Regions from separate parts of the Mus musculus genome. Here region 2 is linked to region 1. The links are chromatin contacts, called in public HiChIP or PLAC-seq maps. All regions are on one chromosome and are shown on one strand. The core of a region is the stretch at or near the end of the contact, and the rest is flanking DNA. Distances in the headings are between cores, read along the strand shown.

The links. HiChIP or PLAC-seq counts read pairs in DNA pulled down with a chosen protein or histone mark.
Region 2: a contact with region 1 is called in an H3K27ac HiChIP or PLAC-seq map of embryonic stem cells, with 11 read pairs. The contact joins the promoter of Dsn1 here to the enhancer-like site in region 1. A contact is called at or near these places in 1 of 39 promoter capture datasets (macrophages), 1 of 15 datasets of contacts at CTCF or cohesin (the NIH/3T3 cell line), 10 of 484 Hi-C or Micro-C datasets (CD4 T cells, Sertoli cells, embryonic fibroblasts and 4 more), 8 of 115 datasets of contacts at active chromatin or transcription factors (the HPC-7 cell line, the SCID.adh cell line, embryonic fibroblasts and 4 more) and 3 of 9 other capture datasets (adipose tissue, liver and pancreatic islet).

The regions. Positions count from the first base shown.
Region 1 is chr2:156,964,126-156,970,417 of GRCm38.p6, forward strand. Ndrg3 (N-myc downstream regulated gene 3) reads right to left here. Exons shown (of 16, transcript NM_013865.2): 2 at 5,912-6,013. The coding sequence starts at 5,968. Among named protein-coding and RNA genes, the nearest start is that of Ndrg3, 25 kb to the right of the region's middle. Within about 2 kb of position 3,941, at least 34 of the 459 cell types and tissues checked have an H3K27ac peak or open chromatin away from gene starts, as enhancers often do. A contact at or near this core is called in embryonic stem cells, microglia, pancreatic islet and 2 more, where this site is marked.
Region 2 is chr2:157,004,250-157,010,541 of GRCm38.p6, forward strand. Dsn1 (DSN1 homolog, MIS12 kinetochore complex component) reads right to left here and starts at 2,826. Exons shown (of 11, transcript NM_025853.3): 1 at 2,726-2,826; 2 at 1,599-1,624; 3 at 919-1,242. The coding sequence starts at 1,623. It overlaps Soga1 (suppressor of glucose, autophagy associated 1), which reads right to left. Exons shown (of 15, transcript NM_001164663.1): 15 at 6,193-6,292.

The DNA of each region.
Region 1 (6,292 bases), core at 2,691-5,190:
ACCTCACTCTGTCTCTTATCACTTCCCTGAGACACGATCCATGCCCTCATTTTTTCCTGGAATTTTTTCATACTCTCAGACTCCAAGAAAGCAACACTACCCACATGGAGTCTGGAGCACAGAAAGTAATCCCTGTGGGCTCCCCTGGGAGCGCTAGGGACTCAGGTGCTGACTGCCCTCTGACACTCACTGTGCCTTCCTTTCCAACCCCTTCCTGACACTCTAGATACCCAGCCTTTAACCAGTAACCCACCAGGCAGGCCAGAGCTTCTGGAAACCTTTATTAGATTTGAGGAATGTTATTATTGCATGTGTGTGCATGACTGGAAGAGGAGGGACATATGGAGGTCAGAGGGCAAAGGGTAGCTGGTTCTCTTCTCCCATCTTTACTTGGGTTTGGGGATCAAACTCAGGTCATCAGGCTTATACAACATGTGCTGCTAGAGGCTGAGTCTCAGGACCCGCCCCAGTGTCCCCACGCTGCACACACCTTTTCAAAAAGGAACCCTGATACACAAACTTTTCTGTTTCTGTTCTCCTGGAGCTTACAAACATGCTGCTCTCAGGGGCTGGAAAGATGGCTCAGCACTTACTAGTGCTTGCTGCTGCTCTTCCAGAAGTCCCAGGTTCAATTCCTAACACCCACATGACAGCTCACAAGTATCTCTAACTACGGTTTGGGGAGGATCCAATGCCATCTTCTGGTCTCTGTGGACATGAGGCACACAAGTGGTGCATAGACTTATATGCAAACAGAACAACCATATCAATTAAAAAATTATTTTAAAGTTGATCTCAGAGTTCTTCCTCTTACAATTCTTATATACACCCCCTTCCCCTTTGCTTATATGTCTAGTCTTTAGTAAAAAAAACAAAAAAACAAAAAAAAAAAACCTTAAACCACAGTAAGGGCTATTTCATGATTTACTATAATAACCAACACAAAGCAAACAGATTGTTCGGCTCATCCCCCTGGGTATTTATTTCTCTTTCTGATATATCTTCAGCGCTTCTGAAGACAGCTATGGCTGTCTACTATGGCCATAGTAGGCAGACTAAAAGTCAGGGAGTGAGAAGCATGGTGGGCTCTCCTGTTTGGCATGAGATCTTCTGGGTGAGGTGGCTGGACAGCCTAACAAGCAGATGGTGAGAAGAGCACCAGACCTCTAGATCCAGGTCAAAGTTAAATGTTAAATGTGTGGGCTGGACAGGTAGCTCAGCAGTTTAAGAGCAGTGACTGCTCTTCCAGAGGACTGGGGTTCAATTCCCAGCATTCAAATGGCAAGTCACAACTGTCTGTAACTCCAGTTCCAGAGGATATGACACTCTCACAACACAGACATGCATGCAGACAAAACACTGATGCAGATAGATAGATAGATAGATAGATAGATAGATAGATAGATAGATAGATAGATAGATAGATAGATAATTTTTTAAAAGTTAAAGGTGCTAGGCACTAGTCTGGGTTCTAACACTTTAATAGACACTGGCTTTGGACCAGGTATAAGCCTCATCTGTAAAACAGCTGAGTATTTGGCAAGAGGATAGAAGAATAACACAATATTTGGTTGGTTTATTTGTTTTGTTTTTTGATGAGATAGGGTCTCTCTACATAGCCCTGGCTATCCTGGAACTAGCTCTGTAGACCAGGCTGGCCTTGAACTCAGAGATCCACCAGCCTCTGCCTTCTGTGTGCCAGGATTAAAGGTGTGTACCACCATGCCCAGTTGGGAGAATAATAATAATATTTCTAAAAATACTCTGAAAATGGCTAAATACTTTTTTGAGACAGAGTCTTATTATGTAGCCCTGGCTAGCCTGGAGCTCATTATGCAGCCTAGACTCTTGACAGCCTTCTTGCCTCTGCCCTCTAAGTACTAGGATTTCAGGGGTGGGCCTGCCTTTCCTTTTTCTTTTAAAACAGGGTCTTGCTATGTAATCTAGGGCTTAATCTTCTCTTATCTCAGCTTTCTAAGCACTGGTATTATAGTTCTGTACTACCACATTTATAATGTTATTTGAGGGGGGAAAATATATCTATACATTCTGCTTTGGTGGTTACTTCTTTTCATTACTGGAGCCAAAATAAACATGGCAAATTCACCCACTTCTTGACAATTCTGAGCTATAGACAAAATTACAGTCATACTAAAATAAAAATGGGAAGAATACCAACAAGTTATAAGACAAGTTAACATGAGCTTCTCTTAAAATATATGGAAAATGCTTCCTTATGGTCACCCCAGGACACATTTCCCTGTAACAGGGTCTGTGTACATTCCTTTTAGGTCCCTGAAGCCTGAAAGGGTTTGGCAATATCTTATGCTAAGAGCAAAGTATCAAGTGAGAGATGGGGTAAAATAATATTCATTTCTAGGTTGTTCCTTAAAGAGACAAGAAAAGTCACAATGGCCAAGTCTAGATGGTCACACAGGCGGGCAGAACATTTCAGAATAGGAAAATCTTGGGTTTCAGACCCAGCTCTACCATTTACTGACTGAGCAAGCTGGCCTATCAATCAGATATTGTCATCTGTTACGTGAAGATTATAGTACTTTAAAGAGAAATCTGAGCATTAAGAGAGAATGCATGTAAAGCACTTGGCACATAAAAGTACTTAGTTAGTAAATGAATAATAGCAGGATAGCCCATACTCCATAATGAAGAAAGGGAGAAGGGAGGAAACCGAGGTGGGGGCGAGGGGACAGGGAGGCCAAACAACAACAAAGTTGCTTAAGGCGTCTACTCGTTCTGATCCAGAGGCTTCCTCTTAATAGCAGTGAGCATCATTCATGGACTTTGCACCCCATTTAGCACTATCTAGAGACCTTTTTAGTTGTCACCACTGGGTGGGGGGCTAGGGAAGGCTAGTAGCATCTAGTGGACACAGGCTGACGTTGTTGCTAAACATTCTACAATACATAGTAGAACAGTGTCCTAAACAACACCCAGTCCAAACACCAGTGCCAATACGGAGAAATCCTGCAAGCAGTGCCTGGAACTCAATCTTGCCAGCCACTTCCTTCTTAGCTTTAGTTCACTCAGCAATACAGAAACGTCCTTCTCCGTGCTCTCTACCTCACAGAGTCACCCAGAGCATCAAATGACACCATGGAGACGGAGGAGAGGCATTTTCCTCATCAGCTTCTTTTACAACATGTACAAAGGTACCAACTTACTGGGCAGAGCTGGCAGTTTTCAAACGCCAGGGAATCCCCGAAGTCAGGAAGATGGAGGGCTAGCTAAGGAGTCAGTAGTCCTCGGCAACGCCATTGTTCAAAGGGGACTCTTGCCTGCTCAGTCAGAACATGGGGCGATCATGAATGGAAACTGGGACAGGAACATGTCTCAGGGAGGAAGGAGCAAGATGGAATGTGTGAAGTTCATGGGAGCAGGACAGCACATGGAAGAGAGCCCAGAGGCCGTTAGGGAGTGGGGCTTTGCTTGGAGTCAGTCTATTTGGCCACAATGAACTACAACAACAGAAAGTTGATTCCTCACAGTTTAGGAAGCGGCAAGGTTTAAGACAGAGGTTTCGGTTTCTGATAAGGGCTCTCTTCCTGCTTTACAAATGGCTGCCTTCTTACTAAGTCCTCACACAGTAACAAGAAGAGGCCACCAACCCATCAGATTAGGCTCTGTGTTTCTGATCTTACTGAACTTTAATCACTTCTATTAAAGTCTGTCTTAGTTTTATACTGTTGCTGTAATTAAAAAAAAAAAAAACAAAACCTGACAAAAGGAACTTGGGAGAGGAAGGTTTTATTTTCGCTCACAAACCAGGTTACAATCCATAGCAGCTGAGAAGTCAAGGTGGCAGGAACTTGAAACAGCCAGTCCTAGTCCCAGTCAGCCCCAGTCAGCCAGCCCCAGCCCCAGTCAGTCAGCCCCAGCCCCAGTCAGCCAGCCCCAGCCCCAGTCAGCCAGCCCCAGCCCCAGTCAGCCAGCCCCAGCCCCAGTCAGTCAGCCCCAGCCCCAGTCAGTCCGTCCCAGCCCCAGCCCCAGTCAGTCCGTCCCAGCCCCAGTCAGTCCGTCCCAGCCCAGTCCACACACAGCGCCAGTGCTCAGCTCACTTTCTCCTTTTTCATGCAATACAGAACCCAACCCCAGACAATGGTGCTGCCTACTGCTAGGCTATCTTCCCACATCACTTAGTATAATCAAGACAAACCCCCAGTCATGCCCACAGACCATCCTAAGCTAGATAACCAATCCCAAAAGACAGCCTTCCCGGGTGATCCTAGATCACGTCAAGTTGACAATTAAAACTGACCGTCACAGGGCTTCCTCTCCAAAAGTCACATGTGGTGGGGGCTAAAGTTTCAGTGTGTAAAATTGGGGGGACAGAATTCACTCTGTAACATTCAAGCAAATCTGATAGCAATGCCCTTATTTGTAAGTAGCTTAGTGGCTGAGCACAACCAGGATTCCTTTGTTTAATCCTCAGTACAAACAAAACAACTACACTATATCCCAGACCAGTTCCGTAAGGTGTCAGTAAGAAGGCACAGCTTGGCATTAGCGACTCTTACATCTCCACATGTAGTTCCAACCAGAAGCCAAGCCTGAGTCATGCTGGCACCGTCTTTACCCCTGAGACTGGTCTGGAGCTGGGGTCTGGGATCTGCATTGTTAAGCACTCCCCTACCTGATTCTGAGGTCAGGTTACTTCCTTGCTGAAGCTAACCTGTCTGCTTTCCCCTGCCCTGAGAATACTCATTTCTGTGGCCAGACCTGCGCTTTATAACTATAGATTTTAGTATCTTCCTCTTCTTTGTGGTACAGTCCTTCATATACACAGAAAAATGGTATTTAATGAGTAGAGATTTCTGGAAACACTGTGGGGGGCAGTCAGCAGAAGTCAAGAAGGTGTTTACAGACTGCCAAAGGAGAGAACATAAAGTCTAGTGAAAGTCAAAGGAAGGAGTGACAAAGAGAAAAGGTCACAGGGAAGAGGGTGGGGCTGCCAGGATGCAATGTAAGTCAGAAAAAATATAAGTCAGTAGAGTAAGATGTTATAAAGGGCCTTGCTTTGGACAGAGAGAGAAGCTAGCATTGACATCTTTTGGTGCGCTCTCTCATCCCCTCTCGCCCACCAGTCTAACCACACCCTCTCCATTCTTTCCTCTAAGGATGTTGTAGACTAACACCGGCTAGAAAGTATTTAACAGAGCATCGTTAGGACAGTAAGCCAAAAGAACAGTGTAGGAAAGAGTTTCTGGTGTGCACACTGAACAGGGAGGGACAAGAAAGATCTGCTGAGTTCTAGTGGCTTTCAAGTATGCCATTCATCATGAAATTCTCCAACACCAAGATAAAATGAGGCACACTCTGCTGGATGTGGTAGAGGCAGGCGGATTTCTGAGTTCGAGGCCAGCCTGGTCTACAAAGTGAGTTCCAGGACAGCCAGGGCTATACAGAGAAACCCTGTCTTGGAAAAAAAAAAAAAACAAAAAAACCAAACACCTTTACTACCAAAAAATAAGGTAAACTCCTGACAGCTATCTCTGACGAAAATGGTCACATTGCAGACTCAGCAAACTTTTGAGAGAGCACTGGAGCCTGTACACATCACTAGCCATGCATGTTAAAATCTCCTTATGGAAACTAAAAGTCAAACATTTGGATCCTAACAAATACCACCTTGACACTTTCTATCTAAGTTGGTTGTATTATTTTTTCCTTTCTATAAAATAGAAAAACTTCAGAAAAATGACCGAATTTGCCTATGGAAAACAAAGGGTCAGGGAGACATCAAAGAGTAGGTTAGGAAATGAGTTTCAAAAAGTATCCCCATCAATAAGAATCAAGCTAAGTATTTTACTTAGTAGTCTCATATATAAAAAGTTAATTAATAGCACAAGAAAACCATCTACTCATCTTTGAGCTAAAACGAAACAGGCGTTACCTTATCATTTAGAAGCGGTTTGATCTCTGTGAGTTGAACATCCTGAAGTTCATCCATGAGGATGGCTCAGAGCAGATGAGTCTCAAGGATGAACCAGGAACTCTGAAACAGAAGAGAAGGAAGAGGAAACATGCTTACGCTGGCATTGGAAACACGACATCATCCATTCAGATACTGGACTTTCCTCCATGTACATCTTGTACTGCACAGGGCACAGCAGACGCACAGTGGAGGCAGACGGGCTCTCAACTGGCCTGTTGTTCTTCCCCTCTGGTATTCATACCTTTGCGCCCCAAACCCCACCCCTGAGTGTGGGGCAGGATCTATGTCTTGCTTTTGACTAACAGAATGAGGGAAATAAGAACGTACATGAGTGCTTTC
Region 2 (6,292 bases), core at 1,576-4,075, 39 kb after region 1:
GCTAGTAATGGACAAGCCAGCACTCTCCTGGCACAGCTGGCCAATAGAGCGCATAACACTACAGGAGCAGGTTTTGGACTTGGCTATTTTAACTCAGATCCCCTCCAGATATGCAGCCACCCGAAAGGACAGTGATTCGTAAAGAGAAATCCCAATGGCTTTAACGCTTGAGGGTCTGCTAGCTGCCAAGGGTGCGAGTACTGGGGCTTATTGCCCCAGCTTACTGAGGACTTAATACAAAGGACATGAAGCCCAGGCTCAAACTAGACTTTCTACACTAATATCCTGTACTTTGATCCTGACATATCAAGTGATTACAAAGTTAGAAAAAAGTCACAAATTACATTCAAATATGGCATCCCTAAAAACCATTTTACTGTTTCTTTTTTTTTTTAGTTTTGGGGACTAAATGTGGGGCCTTGGGCATGAGAGATACGTACCTCACCACTGAACTACATAACCTATCCCCATTTAATGTATTTTTATGTGCATCTTCCTTCTGAGTCATTTCTAGTTAAAAAGGCTAGAATCAAGCAGGTTATCAACCCCACTGGCCTTCTGTCCCATCTTAGGGATGAGACACAGAGGGAACTCAAATCCCTAGCATCCTAGATAGGATGACGTGTTAAATAACTAGCAACCAGGATTTCTGTTCATGGCAGCTAATATGTAAACAGCAGTTAATACTGAACACGCATTCGGTGTGTGGCACTGGGATTTATAAACAAGAATGTTCCCACAGAGTCATCTCCATTTTATAGGTAAGGAACTGAGGCACAAGAAGGTGATGTGTTCAAAGCTGCAGGACTAAAACGTAGCCAAGTGCTGTCTACCTGCTACACTCTCTGACATTCATGTCTTGCTGCCTCTTAGATGGGCTAGAAATCCATCCATCGCTTTATGAACGCAGCATCCCACCTGTGATGCCTGGGTGGAAGGGAGCCAATGACTTCCGCCGGTTTACTTCTTTCATGCTTGCTCGTCTCCAGGACTGCCTTCTGTCTTGAGGACGGATAGACTGTTCTTGAGGGGACAAATGAAAGGACCTCAACTGAGATCCCTCCTGGTGGTCGGCACCACAACTTTCCCCCTCTCCAGGGTTCGAGCCAAGGTGGTTTTTTTCCTCTGAAACGCCTTGCGTCATCATTTCCTGGTAGGCAGAGGATTGAGGCAATGCTTCCAAAGGCTTGAGACTTGGCTGCAATGGACGATCCTGAGTCTCGGACATCGTGGGTTCCTGGTCTAGCATTTGTTATAGAAAAGTCAAAATATAAAATCAAAGCTACCTCAGATACAAACCTCAGTAAGTATCCAAGCCAAGGGTGACAACAGAAAATGCACACGCCCACTTTTTAACTGCAGCAACTTTAATATATAAGATGGTATACAGTTGAAGGACCAGCTTCCTAGGAGCCTAGGCAGAAGGGAAGGAGGACGGAGGGAAACCTATTTCCCTGGTGATGGAAACCTAGAGAAGGCCTTTTTGTAAACCCACACACGTGTGATTCCAAAGGCACCAGGAGCCAAGGAGGATTCTGGGATAGTTCAGGAGCCTGATTCCCAAAGCAAGAGGCATTGAATTTCACTGTAAAACTCACCTTCTGATCTGGTCACTGACGTCATCCTGGATGAAGGAGGAAAACAGGAAAATGAGGAGATCCGTTCGAGCTCCAGTCTCACAGGGGCCTCACTATCCCATAATAGGTCTCATGCTTCAGGTGCCCTCACTTGCCTCCTCCGAGATTCTCAGCAGCAAGATTACTATCACTGACTGCTGTCTTCAAGAACTCGGTCTACAGAACCTATCTTAGCTCCTCACTTTGTGAGGCACTAGCCCCCAGTTCCGTGGAAGGTCTTAGGATCTTTGTTTTCCAAACGAGAAAACAAACAAACAAACCCCGCATCACTTCTTACTCTCTCCAGATTTTGCCATGGCTGGAAATCCTACTTTTTAATCTCTGCCCACATCTGTCCTTCTACCCATAAAACAGAGTCATCCTCCTCCCTAACTCTGCTTAAATACGCAGTCACTTCTCTTTGGCAGATTTGGAGGCCACACATCTTTCCTCTATAGAACTGGTTGGAGATCGCACCACATCCCCATTTCCAGCACCTGTCACAGAAAACAGACAGAGAGGCAAGGTCGAGTATCCATCCCGCCACCTTGCATCTAAGTCTCCCTCCCAAAAGACCGCTGAATGTGGAGGACGCTTGGTAAAAGCGAATGGAGGCTGAGGGACCATACTGAAAGGACAAAGACTCTAAAGATCTAAATCACCACAATCCTCGTGGGTGATCACACAGACTCCAGCTTGGATAACAGACATTGAAGCGCTTCTGAGGCTGTACACGTGACAGCCTTCTGACGTCATTATCCCAATCAACAACAGGTCCCACAACTCTGAGTAAGGGACTCTTTCGGGAGACCCAGGTTCCCGGGGCACAGCAGTGTAACCCCGGCTGCCACCCCAGCCCTCCGACCTGTCCCAGGCCACTATCTGGAGTCAAGGACGCCAGCAGTGCCCGGGAGCGAGGAGTGGCCTTCTTTCAGGCGTCCTGTCAGGAGAAAGTCTCTGAGCCCCCGGGGCCCTGCGGCTGGGAGCGGCCGGTGGGCCGGGCAGAGGCGGGTCAGGGGAGAACCACATCCGGGTCCCGAACCCCAGCGTGACGCCGGTCTAGCCCAGCTCCCCTCCCCGCGTTCCTGAACCAGTAAGCCCAAGGTCACCTCTGCAAACTCGGCGTCGCCGCAGAAGGTCCTCTCCCGCGTCAGTCCGGTTCGGGGTTCCCCGCTGCCTCCGCTACTTACGAAACTCCCGCCGAACAACTGCGCGTGCGCAGCCTCCGCCTTCCGCGCTGGCTCGCGCAACCCGTGCCTCCGGCGGAGCGCCTGCGTACTCCGGGATTTAACGTTCTGGCCCAAGCGCACCTTGTCCTACCGTTTTCACCCAGCTACAGATCAAGCACATCTGCAGCTACGTCCAGGCCTGGGGATTGACCTCTCCAAAACACCAGTTTGCTGACTTTTCCCGCCGTACATCCTACCTATGGGTGTGGTGCTGTTCCAGGCCATGGCTTCCCCTCTATCTCTTTGATTCCAAAAGTCTGGACAGTGACTTTCTCCAGGGAGAACTGGAGCTCTGAGCTCAGTCTGTACCCTGCCTATCTTCCTGCTCCATGGGCCCCTCCCATGGGCCCTTAAGTACCTAGCAAAGTTCAAGCACACCCCCTGCCAGCGTTAACAGCCAACCCTACTGCCACAACCCCGTGCCAATTCTTGCCTCTGTTCCTTTGTTCGAGCATGCTTTTTGCCTGGAAAGCCTTTCCTTTCTCCTTCCACCCTTCTATGTTGACGCTAGATGTTCAGTGCTCATGTCTGTTCCACTGTCCCGTGCCTGGGAGGGTCTTCTTCAGGACAAGGTATAGAGGCATCAGAATGCCCCCCATGCATCAATGAAGTGAATCCTTTCAGATCTGAACCTTGTGAACTGAGAGTAGTACGAAAGATTCCAAAGGTCCAGTTGTGGTGGTGCATGCCTTTAATCCCAGTACTGGGAAGACAGAGGCAGGAGGATCTCTGTGTCTTTGAGGCCAGCCTAGTACCCGGGCCAGCCAAGGATACATAGTGAGACCCTGTCTCAAACAAACAAACAAAAAACAAACAAAAAAAACAAAGAAGCAAAAGATGGGTCTGGCAGTGGTGGTGCACTCCTTTAATCCCAGCACTTGGGAGGCAGAGGCAGGTGGATTTCTGAGTTCGAGGCCAACCTGGTCTACAGAGTGAGTTCCAGGATAGCCAGGGCTATACAGAGAAACCCTGTCTCAAAAAACCAAAAAAAAAAAAAAAAAAAAAAAAAAAAGCAGAAGATGGCTAGCTGAACCATAATTTTGATAATTTTGACCATTTTGAAGTAATTGTGGTCCCTTGGAAGTTTTTTGGTAAGAGGTAGAAATGTGTATTCCAGAAGTTTCTACTCTGCCATTCTGGTCTAATAGTTTCAACAGCTATCTGGAAGAGGTGTGTTCTTATTCCTGAATATCACTTCCTGGAGCACCTCATGTGTTGATGTCCCCAAAACAGAACTTAATATTCCCGGCCAGAGCTGGCCATGTTGGGACACACTGAGATCACTGCCTCGTGGAATCCAGTCCCAGTAAACATCCTTGCTCGGAAGTCTTCCGTGGCTCCCTTCTGTTAATAAGATGCATACAGATTCTTGCCCTGTTCCACATCAAAGTTTCATTTCTTAACTTCATTTCCCCACCCCCTTTCTGGTTACTTTAAAGCAGGTTCTCATGTACCCCAGGCTGGCCTCAGTATATAGCCAAAGATGACACTGTAACTTCTGACCCTCCTGTCTTTCCCTCCCAAGTATTGCCACCATGCCTGGTTTTGCCTCTTTCTCCCAGGCTTTCTCTCTCTGAGCCTCTCCTCTGTTTCCTGCCTACAATCCACTACCATCCCCTTTGTCTGCTCAACATTCCAACCCTGGGTGTGCTCCCCTGGGGCTCCCAACTTCCATAATTGATGCTAAACATCTTATTTTCCAGGCCCATTTATTATATCCTCCATGGCTGGCACAGGTCTGGCTGTTGTTAGCCATCCCTCTCCTCCCCCAAACCCTCAAGGAGATCTATAAAAGTTAAGCATTGGGTCTTAGGCTGTCCAAATATCCAGAAATGAGCTAAAACTGGACCATAGGAGAATTTCTGGCAGTTAAATAAAAAACAGCATTCCTCCGAGACTGGTAAGACTGGTTCCCATCTGTCAACGGGACTTATGGCTACCTATGGTGCTCACCAGTTAGCCAAGCCCATGCTGCTCTCAGGGCCCCATCACTATCAAAAGTACCTATTGCTGGGCTTGGTGGCACACGCCTTTAATCCCAGCACTTGGGAGGCAGAGGCAGGTGAATATCTGAGTTCAAGGCCAGCCTGGTCTACAGAATGAGTTCCAGGACAGCCAGGGCTATACAGAGAAACCCTGTCTCAGAAAAAAAAAAGTACCTATTTCACTGGCTAGCCCTTCTCACCTCCTCCTCCATCCTAAGCTCCCTCCGGCTCCTGGGCTTCCTACCCCCCCCCCATGAGTCTTCTCTCTCACTCCTCCCCCCTCCTCTATCCCATCTCTTTCTATACTGCTATCCCCACTGTTCTCTCCCACTTCTGAAGCCCTGGCCATGTGCAGTCTACTTCTTTCTCTGCTCTGGACTATTCCAGAGGCCTCTGGCTGTCCAGTCTTATATTCACAATAAAAACCTTAACCATATTATGGAGTGGTGGCATTGGCACCTTCTTTACTGTATCCCTCATGTAGACCAGGCTGGCCTCGAACTCAGAAATCCGCCTGCCTCTGCCTCCTGAGTGCTGGGATTAAAGGTGTGCACCACCATGCCCAGCTTTTTTTTTTTTTTTTTTTTTTTTTTTTCAAGACAGGGTTTCTCTGCATAGCCCTGGCTGTCCTGGAACTCACTCTGGAGACCAGGCTGGTCTTGAACTCAGAAATCCACCTGCCTCTGCCTCCCAAGTGCTGGGATTAAAGGTGTGCGCCACCGCTGCCCAGAGGAATGAGTTTCTTACTTGATAGTCAACAGTGACTTGCAGGTTTGTGAATTAGTTATTTTGTAAAGGAATTTTCAAGCTCTGGTTAGAAACACAAATAACTTAGGCTGTCTGGGCCTAAAGCTCTCTGCTAAACAGCTTGCCTTGCAACATGCAGGAAACAGACCCTGGGTTCCATCCCCTAATACACAAAGGTGCAAATACAGCCTAATTGGTTTCTGACTGCATGCCTCCAGAAACACTCAAGTACAACTGTCCAGCTCCCAAATCCTCAGTCCACAACCCTGGTAGGATAGGATACATTTAGGGTGTTAACTCCACACTGTAATGCCTAAAAGTATCTTTTCCCCATAGCAGATTATTTTAAGTCTGTTATGGGAAAACCTGGTTCTATTTTTCTCCTTTTTGAATGTGGTGCATTTGTTCCTCAGCAGTGGTGACACACTTCCTGAGAGACACTGAGTTACCAGCCAGGAGCCACCAGAAACTCCAACCCCCAACCCCACTGTGGTTGCCCCATCTGGGTGATTCCAAACTAGCCAGCTGGCTCCAGTTTTCCCCTCCTTCTGAGAAACTGCAGGTGGAATGGTGTCAGCTTTCAAATGGGCTGGGAAGATCAGAGAGCAGGCAACTGTTTATATGACATACTTTATTTCCAATCTACAACCATTAAAAACACTTTGTAAGTTTACACTGTACAGTTCTCATGTCTAAAATAAGACACAGGGCAAGG